3 separate regions of the Hordeum vulgare genome follow, and all the other regions are linked to region 1. The links are chromatin contacts, called in public Hi-C maps. All regions are on one chromosome and are shown on one strand. The core of a region is the stretch at or near the end of the contact, and the rest is flanking DNA. Distances in the headings are between cores, read along the strand shown.

Region 1 (3,478 bases), core at 362-2,861:
TTGACTACGTCTTTTTTCTCCATCGATGTGCTTCTCTTTAGATGAAAGTCTATGAACAAAACATCACCCAGATTTGAGAAGCATGGAGGCTACTTTCCGCAGAAAACACAAAAGGGGCAATCTTATTATCACTGATTGTGTATGGAGTATTGTGAGTTTGTGACCAATTAAATTAACCGATATAAAAGCTTTTGTGTCCTTTTGCAGCTTAGTGCAGTAAGAAAAAAACATGGGGGCAAGGCCATGAGTTGGGAGATGACATTTGCCAGAGGCAATGGGCATGAGAGGATGAAAAAAAATCTTTGGCTTGGAATAGATGGGGTTGGAGAGCAGAGCATCCGGATCGAGGGGAGAAGAAGAGCTGCAACCGGACCTTAATGGCATCCCGAGCACGGGGATGGAAGTTCGTGTCGCACAGGAGAAGGTGGATAGGCTCATGGCGGCGAGTGGCGTCCGCCGGCAGTGGTGACAAAGGGGAGGGCCGCCCACTAGAGAGCGCCGGCGTCGAGGAGGGAGGACACTGGCGTCACCGGCGAGCATGCCGAGCTCGAGCGCCCCCATGCCCGGAGGAGGGGGGATGGCCCGACATCGCCAGCGAGCATGCCGGCGTCAGCGGATATGAAGGTGGGGCGGTGCGGGGCAGAGCAGGGGCGGGGCGTCCGCCGGCGGTGATGGCGAAGGGGAGGGGCATCCGCCGGCAATGGAGACGAAAGGGAGGGGCGGCCACCAGAGAGCGACGGCGTTGGGTGGCCGGGGATCTCCTGGATCGGGATGTGGATCGGGGTGTGGGAAGGGGGGAGTGGGTGAGATTGTGAGGCTGGTGTAGGCGAACGGCAAGAGGAGGGGGGGCATAGGCCAGCGACTGCCGCGGCGGCTAGGGAAGGGCGGCCGCCATGGACCGGCCAGGGGTGGGTGTTCGTCTCGCCGCCGGTGGGGATGCAGTGGAAGAGGGGCAGTCGTGTTCTATGAGGGAGAGTGGAGCTTATCCACATGTGGAGTGAGCGAGTGGAGCAAACCGAGTTGTTCAGTTTCTTTTCCTGATCGGGGCACGTGTCCGACTGTGTGCTAAGTTCTAAGTGGTTGTGACCTTTTCTACTGCTAAATTTTTACATTCGTATGTTTATGTATATTCGTATGTAATTTGTTAATAAAATCTCTAAAAAAACTTATATGTAAAAACAAAAGGAATAATCATCAAAGAACAAATAGTAGATATTGTTTCTTAGTTGTTTTTTAATATTTTTGTAACTAATGATAGTACATTTATGTGATTGTGAATTATATGTGAAGACATGTTTTCGGATCGTGTTACACGCGCACTCCCATCATGTGCATGAGACACGTTTAAATGACATGACAAAGAACTGATAAATAAGATTAAATAATGTTTTATTATAGATTATACGCACGTGATACGTGCGTTGCACGTGCATGTTTACTAGTTTATAAAACGAGACGAAAGACTTTTTCGGTAGTTTTTGAAAAGACCGTTCGGTCCTCATTTTTTGGAGAACTGAATTTCCTTGTGAGAAACCGAAGATCTAACCATATTCGCGGCAGAATTCGAACTCCGCATATTGGGCCTTGTGGCCGAGCCCGTCGAACTCGCGGGGCCACTCCTTGCCGTGGGTCCCGGCTCCGTTGCTTGGAGAGAGGGTCGAATCACTCGCCCAAGCCGTCGCCGCCGCCCACGCCCCCCCCCCCCCCTCCCTCCTCCCAGCGCCGCCCCGCCTCTCTCTCAGCGGCCCGTGAGTAGAAGCTCTCGCCCTCCCCACCGCCCACGTTTGCCGGCGGGCACTGGCTCAGGCCCCCTCTCCCATAGCCCTGTCGCACGGCTTCCCCTCCAAACCCTCGCCCCCCTCCTCTGCCGCCGCTCTCGCGAAAGGGGCCGCCGCCGATCGGTGGATGGGCCGGTTCGGGTGGCTCCGGCTCGCGTCGAGGTCCCTCGCGCTCCGTTCCGGCGAGGTAATGCCGGCTCGCGTTCCTTTGCCGCCTTTCCCATTTCCCTGATTTTGGTCGAGGGGTTGTGCAGAGTTGCTATTGTTCACTTCATTCCGGTTTCCGATTTCTTCCTGCAGGCGTCTGCGCAGAGGAGCGCATGGATTCGGCCGTCCACACGTAATGTCCTTCTGTCTTGTCTGATTTCGTGTTAATTCGGTCCGCGTGTAAACTGCCGCCACTTGTAAGTTCGGATAATAGCACGAGGCAAATCTGATATGCTAAAGACACCAAACAAATTGCTCATATGTGTAGTGCTTGGAAGCAAATTTTAATAGCACATACATATACTAGCTACTTTTATCATTTCCAATATTAACTTGTATTATTGCTGCTGCTGATCTTATTTATTTTATTTGATTCTTACCCATCTCCTTGTGCTATTTGGTTTTCGTGGAGAATGCGCACAGCTTGCAGCTCTAGTGGCACCTATGTTGCTGATAGGTGCTTTGGTCGATCAGCGTTTACATCATCTATACGGAGCAGGTTCTTTCATTCTACAGGTTGTTTTTCTGTTCTTGCATGAATTGGACTTAATATGGTAATATCCTGTTATTATCCTTATATTGTGGCGAATGCATACACCAATAATCTTTTTTGTGTGCAACTTTAAGGTCAACGTTATTCGATGGAGAAGGACTATTACAAGATTCTTGGTGTGACTAAAGATGCCTCGCAAGATGACATAAAGAAGGCTTTTCAATCTGTGAGTATCTCACTCATCCCAGTTCAGCAAATCTTGAAGCCTGACTAGGCTCGCTCACTATTTGTTTAACATGGCCATGTCTATCCATTTATCAAGCGGTAGTCTCATCCACTTTCTATCATTCAGTCATGTGTGATGCTGCTAACTTCGAACAAATGACAGTCTTTCTTGGGTTTGCACCTATTTGTGTGAAGTATTATTATGAATCGTTCTGGATTATATTCTGTTGATAATGCCAGCAATCTATGCAGCAATCTTAAACCATTTTTGCTCTTATACAAATATATAGTCCTGGAGCAGTGGTGAAGTACTCCCCACTTGTGCCAAGAGGTCCTGGGTTCGAACCAGCCTCTCTGCATTGCACTGTAGCAGGGGTAGACTAGGTTCCTATAATCCCTCCCCAGACCCCACCTTGTGTGGGAGCTTCTATGCACTGGGTCTGTCCTTTTATACAAATATATAGACCAATCTGGGATTCAGATAAGATGAACTAGATTTAGTGAACAGTAAAGTTGGTAGTTAGCGTTACATTGATGGATTAAATGGAGACAATTGATCTTTTAATCATTGTTAAGTAGATTGATCCATATTTTGGAAGTAAAATTATACTTTAAGAGGCATTCCCACGATATGGCTACTAGGTTGAAATATGTACAGTTTTCTTATTCTAAAGCTCAAAACATTTTTTCTGTAGCTTGCAAAGAAGTACCATCCAGACACAAATAGAGGAAATACTGCTGCGAAAAGGACGTTTCAGGAAGTAAGAGACGCATA
Region 2 (3,478 bases), core at 270-2,769, 370 kb before region 1:
TCGTAGTAGAATTGTATATAGGTCACAGATTCGCCTCAACTAAACATCGAACTTGAACCAGCTCTGCGATGGTCTCGAAAATGCCGATGATGGCTCGTCCCTGGTGTTCAAGAAAACAGGACGGTTGCAAACAGTTTTGATGTTTCGGAGCTCTAGGAGTTCATCGTTTTTGTTTCCCATGTGCCTGCCTCTGAGCAAAAAAGAAAGAAAAAAACTATAAATTGCGACGGACTCGCTGTCAGATTGCAACCTACGGAGCTAGTGAATCTCACCATCAACGACAAGAAACACATCCACCGGTTCGATCGCGACGGGGAAACGAACAAACAAACAGCGCGATCGAGTCGAACGCAAGCTCTTTCATTGGAGACCGATCTGTACAAAAATGGACAAGCCATTAGGCTGTCCTTCCATCCAATCCAACACGGCTACCAGTACCCTTCCAACAACCGCGCACCAAACCCACAGCCACAGGGCACAAACCCGAGAGAAAGAAACAGCGAGGAAGACGCCAGCCAGCCAGCCAGACGAGCAGGTGATCCATCCATCCATCCGGCCACGTAGGCTATGGAGTTTGGAACAGCACACACACGACCCGGAATCCATCCGACCAACCAACCAACCGGGCCAATGTCGCTCAACTGACCGGCCGCGCGGCCTCCTGCCCGCCGGGGCTTCAGAACAGCGACGCCGCCCGCTTGTGCGGCGGCGCGGCGGCGCCCCCCTTCTTCCCGGCCGCCGCCTTGGAGTGCGCCACCGAGCAGCCGTCCCTCCTGTACCAGCTCGCCTGCTGCAGCCGGGTCCAGAAGTTGCCCCTCTTCGCCGGCTTCTTCTTCTCCTCCTCCGCCTCCGCCGCCTCCTGCTTGCCGTGGCGGCCGCCCGCGGCCGCCCCCGGCTGGTCCTGCCGCATCAGCATGCCGAGCCTCGCCCGCCGGGCCTCGCGGCAGGGCGGCGGCGCCGTCTGGGCCGACGCGACGCTCGCGTCCCCGGACGAGCGCGGCGAGGACGCCGCCGACGACCCGGAGGCGTCGTTGGCGGCGGAGATGCGCGAGAGGCGGTCGCTGAGGCAGAAGGGGCACACGCCCGCCGCGTGCCGGTGGCTCGGGTGCCTCCTGCACCGCGCCGCGTCCGCCTCCTTGGACTTGCCCGCCGCGGCCATGACGGCTTGCTTAGCTCGGAGTGTATGCTACTCCTAGAAAACTAATGGTGGCCGTGTGCGTGTGCGCGTGCGCGTGGTGGTGGCGATGCGGGCGTGTGCAATCGTCCTATTTATTGGCCGTTCCGGCAGCAGGGAGCTTCGCGGCTGGTGCCGGGGAGCGGGCCGCGTTGGGCGCCGTACGGTGCCCGCGGGGCGTGGGCGATCGGATGGTGGGGGTGAGCGGGGAGTGGGGGCGCGTGTGTGTGTGTGATTGGGTAGTAGAGTATGGGCATTTGGCGGATGATTGGTTCGGTTCAGCGCGGCAGTCGGCTGCGGTCAAGAGAATGTGTTTGAATTGCACAGTTCTGTTTAACCGTAAAAAAACAAATCTTGCAAACGGTTCGTGCAATGGCAAACGTAAAAGGGCAGTGGTCTGCCAGCCGTCCGATCTGTCGGATTAATCTGATTTGACCGTTAGATTTACCCATGCAGCAAAAAAATCCTTGATGCAGCAAATTTCGATCACGGATGCAGTAAAAATAGGAAATCGATTAAAAACAGCCGGTTGATTCTAGCGCGGCGTAAGCCTCTTCTAGCGGACGGCACGTGTCCCGCTCCGGTCCGCACACCGCTTCGTCCCTATCCCCACACGGGATGCCCCACCCACACAAGCACCAGCTGACTCTTGACTTGCATCGCAGCTCTCCCCAAATCAAAGCATCCTGCTGCAAGCCGTCGTGGACGCTGGGAGCAAGGGGGGCACTGGCGCTGCAATTAATGGCGGTCGCGCGGGCGGTGGTGCTGAGCTCTCGTCGGGCGGCTCCTTATGTACTGCGATGGAGCGCTCGCCGGCAGCCGGGAGCTGCGATGCAGCGCGCATTTGCTGCAATGATGCTTCATTGGCTACTGCACTAGAGCCTCGCCAGCGGCTGCAATGAAGCTTCACCGTCCAGCCGGAGCTGCCATGCAGCGGGCGGTGTTGGAATGGAGCTTTTGCGACGTCTGCATCGAAGCTTCACCGATGGCACGAAGCTGTGATGCACGGGCCGGTGATGCAATGGAGCTTCACTAGAGGCTGCGATGGAACTTTCAGCGGCGGCTGCATTGAAGCTTCACCGGCAGCCTGGAGTTGCGATGCAGTGGAGAGCTTGGCCGGCGGGGTTGGGTGCTGCGATGGAGAGCGGGGTGGCGTTGCGCGCGGTGTTGCGTCGCCGACGCCGACGGTGAAGGATCGTTGTGCTGCCAGCAAGGGGAAGGGGCTGCCGATATGAGAAGGGCCGGTCTTAGCGTTGACTGATCGAACGGCTCTAACAGGATGGATCCAACGGCATGCGACCTGACTGATTTCCTAGGGAAATCAATCGGTTCATTCGTAGCAGCTCCCGTAAAAATATGGTTGTAGCAAAAAAATATCAATGTGGTCGTAGTAAAAAAAACAACGCTGATGAAGCGTGATAGCAAAACAATCCGGTGAACTCGGGTTACAACTCTCTCGAACGTGTATGCAACTTTTTTAGTAAACGATTGTACCAAAAAATAATACCGATTATAGCAAAAATTAACACGTATTGTAGAAAAAAATTCGACGAACTCGGGTTGCAACTAAACATGGATGTAGCTTTTTTTATGAACAAAATGTAACAAAAATTCTATTGGTAGTAGCAAAAAAAAAACAGTTACATAAAAATAACGTCTCGCATCAAAAAGGAAGGAACGTCCCACGCGCAGGATCGCACGACGCACGCAGGGGCGGCCGAAGCGATCGGCCGACGCGCCGTCCAAAAATGTTTCCCAACGTAAAATAAAACCCAGCATTGGAAGCCACGGCACATCAGTGATACTACATAGGAGCAAAGTCTTTTTTTGTGTGTGTCGTGCATAGGTTACCTAGATACCTAGCATTCTCAGATAGTAGCAAATCACCAAGACAAAGATCTGCCTGATGTCCATACTTCTGATATGGTCGGAGTGGTGGGTTTCGGAAGGCTTCGTTGGCGGACTCCCATGTGCGTGTTATGCCTGGAGATTGCTGGATCGGCTGGAATTTGATCGTGTCCATTGATTCTCCATTAAGGAGGGAGAGGCGCGAAGCTGTGCTATTTGTTTTCATCAGGAGATATTTTACTCTATGATAAAGTCAAAGAGGAAGAATGTCATGAAAGGCGAGGTTGAAGGACTAGTAACCGTGATTATAGCCTACGTCGTTGAGGAATTTGCTTGGAGTTTTGAGATTTGTAGCAGTGGTATGTAAGTGGGAGAAACATCATAGGTGAAGTTTAAGGTCCTTTCTTTTAGGATGAAAATCCAAGGTCTAACCTTATTTGGTTGTGTCTGGCAATG
Region 3 (3,478 bases), core at 371-2,870, 280 kb before region 1:
AGCGGACGCACAAGCGCGAATCTAGCTGGGCCAGCCCATTAGTGTGCCCCGTTCCCCTTTTAAATTAGAGAATCACGTGCGTGTGTGCAGTCTTAATGGGCATCGAGCGCTGTAAGCTAATCATGGCGCACAACACGTGGTACAGAAAGTCTTGGGGCGTGACTATGTCTCGCAATAGGACATTTTTTTTTAAATTTCAGAACATTTTTTAAAAATCTAGAATATTTTTTCAAATTCTGGAATACTTTTTTCAATTCCGGAACATTTTTCAAATTCCGAAACATATTTTCAAATCCCGGAACATTTTTTAAATCTCGAACATTTTTCAAATTCTGGATCATTTTTTCACAAAATCTGAACATTTTTTCAAATTTTGGAACATTTCTCAAATTCCAGAACAGTTTTTAAATTCTGGATTTTTTTAATTTCTTGAACTTTTTTCAAATTCAGGAACATTTTTTCAAAATCCATAACATTTTTTCAAATTCCAGTACATTTTTTTAAAATTCAGAATAATTTTGAAACGGAAACAGAAAAAAGAAACAAAAAAAGACAGTAAAATGAAAAAACCGGTTCAATGAACCTTCTAGAAGTTTTTCAAAATAAAAAAAACCGGTTGGAACCTGTGGAAGGTTCCCAAAACCAGGCACGACACCCTCGCTACCTGGGCCAGCCCGATCCCCCGCCCGTTCTATGCGAAGCCTGAACATCGCTTCGCACAGAGCGACAAATAAGATTTTCCGCCTAATAGGATAAATAATTACAATGACAGCTAAATGTAGGGTGGGCACTATAAAACCAAAAACCGAGAAAACAAACCGAACCGAACCGTATTAACCGATTTGCCGGTTTATTTGATGGTTTGTTTTTTTGTTCGGTGGGAAATTTTAAGGTTGTTTGGTGTTTTGTTTTTGTTCGATTTTTGGTGCCCAGAAACCGAATAGACCGAACAAACCGATATGTGAATACCCCATGTAATACCTTGTTTTCGAAAGTGCAACAGTATGAAGGCATTACACATTTCTCCGCACATAATACATTTCACGTTCCGTGTCCTTTTTCTACTTAATTATGTTAGTAGTTTGCTGGACTGAATAAACCATAGAATGATATTAAGGTTGCTAGAACTGTGATTATCTTTTTACATATTATACAATCCAAATCAGTGCTCTCGAGTCATTACACTTATATTGATAAGTGCATGAATTTTGGTTTTTCGGTTAACCGAACAAACCGAACCGATATATTATGGTTAATATGGTTCATATTCTAAATTTTGAATGATTATTTTGGTTTTTATTTTTCCAAAACCGAAATTATATAAATTCGAATAAACCGTATTAACCATATAAACCGAACCGTATTAACCATATAAACCGAACGCCCAGCCCTAGCTAAATGTGTCGATGGATTGCCGCCTTTAATCGTAGTGCTGTGTGGGCCGTGAAGCTCAGCACACGTGCCGGCCCGACATGGCCGTGTACTAAACGTTCGTGGTCGGACTGTGCCGTGCCGGCCTGTTTATCACGGCACGGCCCGCCCATTTGGTCAGGTTTGCTCGTGAACAAACCCTCGCCCTAAAGCCCACCAGACTACCGAAGGAGTCGCCAAAGCCCATCGCAACCCAAGTCTCTCTCTCGGAGAGAAAAGAAACTGAACAACGCGACCACCGTCCTGACCAGTGACCAGTGTCTAGTTTTCCCCTCCTCCGCCATTTCCCGCCGAAACCCCAATCGCCGCCCAAATGCGGCCGCCGGCGCCGCACGAGGAGTTCGACGCCGCCGACGGCGAGGCAGACACGCGCGCAGATGACGTGCGTAAGCTCGCCGAGTTCCTCTGCAGTTTCCATTCCGGCGACCTCCGCCGCATCCTCGTCCACCCCGAGTCCACGCTCCACTTCCCCCTCGTCATCGAGTGAGTCCTCCTCCCCCACCCCGCCCCCCTTCCCCTCCTCCCCAAACCCTAACCCCGTCCCGTCCCCCCCTCGCAGCTTCGCGGAGCTCCTGGACTTCGACCCGGGCCTGGCCAACGAACTCTACAACAACCCCAAGGGCCTCCTCCCCTACTTCGACAAGGCCGCTCAGCTCGCCCAGGTGAGTAGAACCAGCCCGCCGTGCGACCCGTATCCTCCCCCTTTTTTTCCCCGCTTCCATCCCCGCAGTTCTCGAGCATTTTTTTTTTGTCTTAGGAGAGCGAGGTGTTGTGCATCCTCCGAAAGGGCGAGGCGCTGGGTAGTCCGGACGAGTCGAGGCCCGCTGCCGTGCAGAAGAAGTTCGTGCACGTGCGCGTCAACGTCTGCGGGTCGCCACTGGAATTCCCTGGTGCGCTCACGCACGCGCGTTTTGTGTTCGTTGTAATGCTTGCAAGATTGTTTGGTCACGTGATGTTTCAGTTGTTTAGGGGTTTTCCTGATTTGACGGCGATGTTGTCATTTTTGCAGAGTCGTCGCCGAGCATCGGGAAGGTTAGGGTGAAGCATAGGAGGATTCTGCTGACTCTGAAGGGGACTGTGATCAGATCAGGCGGTGTGAAGATGATCGAGGGCGAGCGGATGTATCAATGCAGGAAATGCAACCACAGGTTTGTGATGCATGTTTTAGGCCTTAATATCATACTGGTATTGTTGGCTACATATTCGAGCCCTTGCATATTAGTGGCTTGTCAAGCATAACTGTGAATTGCATATTAGTGTAATTAAGTAACTTTAGATTGTGATCTACTGACTAACATGGCTCGGTACAGGCCTTTCTAAGAATTTGAAGAATGTTTCTTCTTGAATTAAAGTTGATACTTGATGGCTGTTTCCTCAAGTAATTAAATATTTTTATTTTTTTCATGAGATCTAAATATTTTAGTTGTGCTGGCGAGATTATCATCTTCTCTTACATTGCTGGAGACAGTGGTCTATTAATTACCATCTTCTTGTTACATAAGCTTGTAAGCTAAAAGCTGGGTGAGCAAATCTGCAATCCGAGTTTAAGTTTCCCGTGTTTAAATGCTTGCAGTGTGAGAGGCTTAACTAATTAACTTACTTAAAGTAGTAGCATAATATTAAGTAATTGAGTGAGATACATTCAGAGATTGCAGACTCCTTAGCATACAATGATCTCCTTGTTACTCCTTAGAAAGAGTGTTGAGTGCCATGGCTGTATTTTATTATCATAAAGACACCTGACCTTAATTTATTTGTGTATTGAATAGGTTCCCCTGCCATCCCGAGCTAGAGGCTGGGAATCGTATAACTCTACCTGCATCTTGCCCATCCACGGTATTCCATTTCGTTTTTTTAATCGAAGGAAGTGTGATTTCATTGAGTGAGAAACAGTCTTTGGTTTTCTGGTTCTACCTATATTTGACAATGGTTTTACCCTCTGATGTCCAATGTACATCATTTATTGTTCTTTTTTACCTGTTACTCCCTCCGTCTCAAAATAAGTGACTCAACTTTGTAAATATAAAGTTGAGTCACTTATTTTGGG

The links. A called contact is a pair of places that touch in the nucleus more often than the background predicts.
Region 2: a Hi-C map of leaf shows a contact between it and region 1, with 2.3 times the contacts expected there. The contact joins the promoter of LOC123412033 here to the promoter of LOC123407367 in region 1. A contact is called at or near these places in 2 of 6 Hi-C or Micro-C datasets (both in leaf).
Region 3: a contact with region 1 is called in a Hi-C map of leaf, with 3 times the contacts expected there. The contact joins the promoter of LOC123410084 here to the promoter of LOC123407367 in region 1. A contact is called at or near these places in 5 of 6 Hi-C or Micro-C datasets (leaf and seedling) and 1 of 1 datasets of contacts at active chromatin or transcription factors (embryo).

The regions. Positions count from the first base shown.
Region 1 is chr7H:82,025,629-82,029,106 of MorexV3_pseudomolecules_assembly, reverse strand. It overlaps LOC123407367 (chaperone protein dnaJ 1, mitochondrial), which reads left to right and starts at 1,611. Exons shown (of 19, transcript XM_045100479.1): 1 at 1,611-1,965; 2 at 2,079-2,118; 3 at 2,409-2,501; 4 at 2,613-2,704; 5 at 3,399-3,478. The coding sequence starts at 1,906.
Region 2 is chr7H:82,394,584-82,398,061 of MorexV3_pseudomolecules_assembly, reverse strand. LOC123412033 reads right to left here and starts at 1,519. Exons shown (of 1, transcript XM_045104992.1): 1 at 342-1,519. The coding sequence starts at 1,159. The coding sequence ends at 677. It overlaps LOC123412032 (LMBR1 domain-containing protein 2 homolog A-like), which reads left to right. Exons shown (of 14, transcript XM_045104991.1): 14 at 1-170.
Region 3 is chr7H:82,306,461-82,309,938 of MorexV3_pseudomolecules_assembly, reverse strand. LOC123410084 (probable DNA helicase MCM9) reads left to right here and starts at 1,620. Exons shown (of 19, transcript XM_045102973.1): 1 at 1,620-1,914; 2 at 1,991-2,093; 3 at 2,192-2,321; 4 at 2,441-2,579; 5 at 3,201-3,267. The coding sequence starts at 1,745.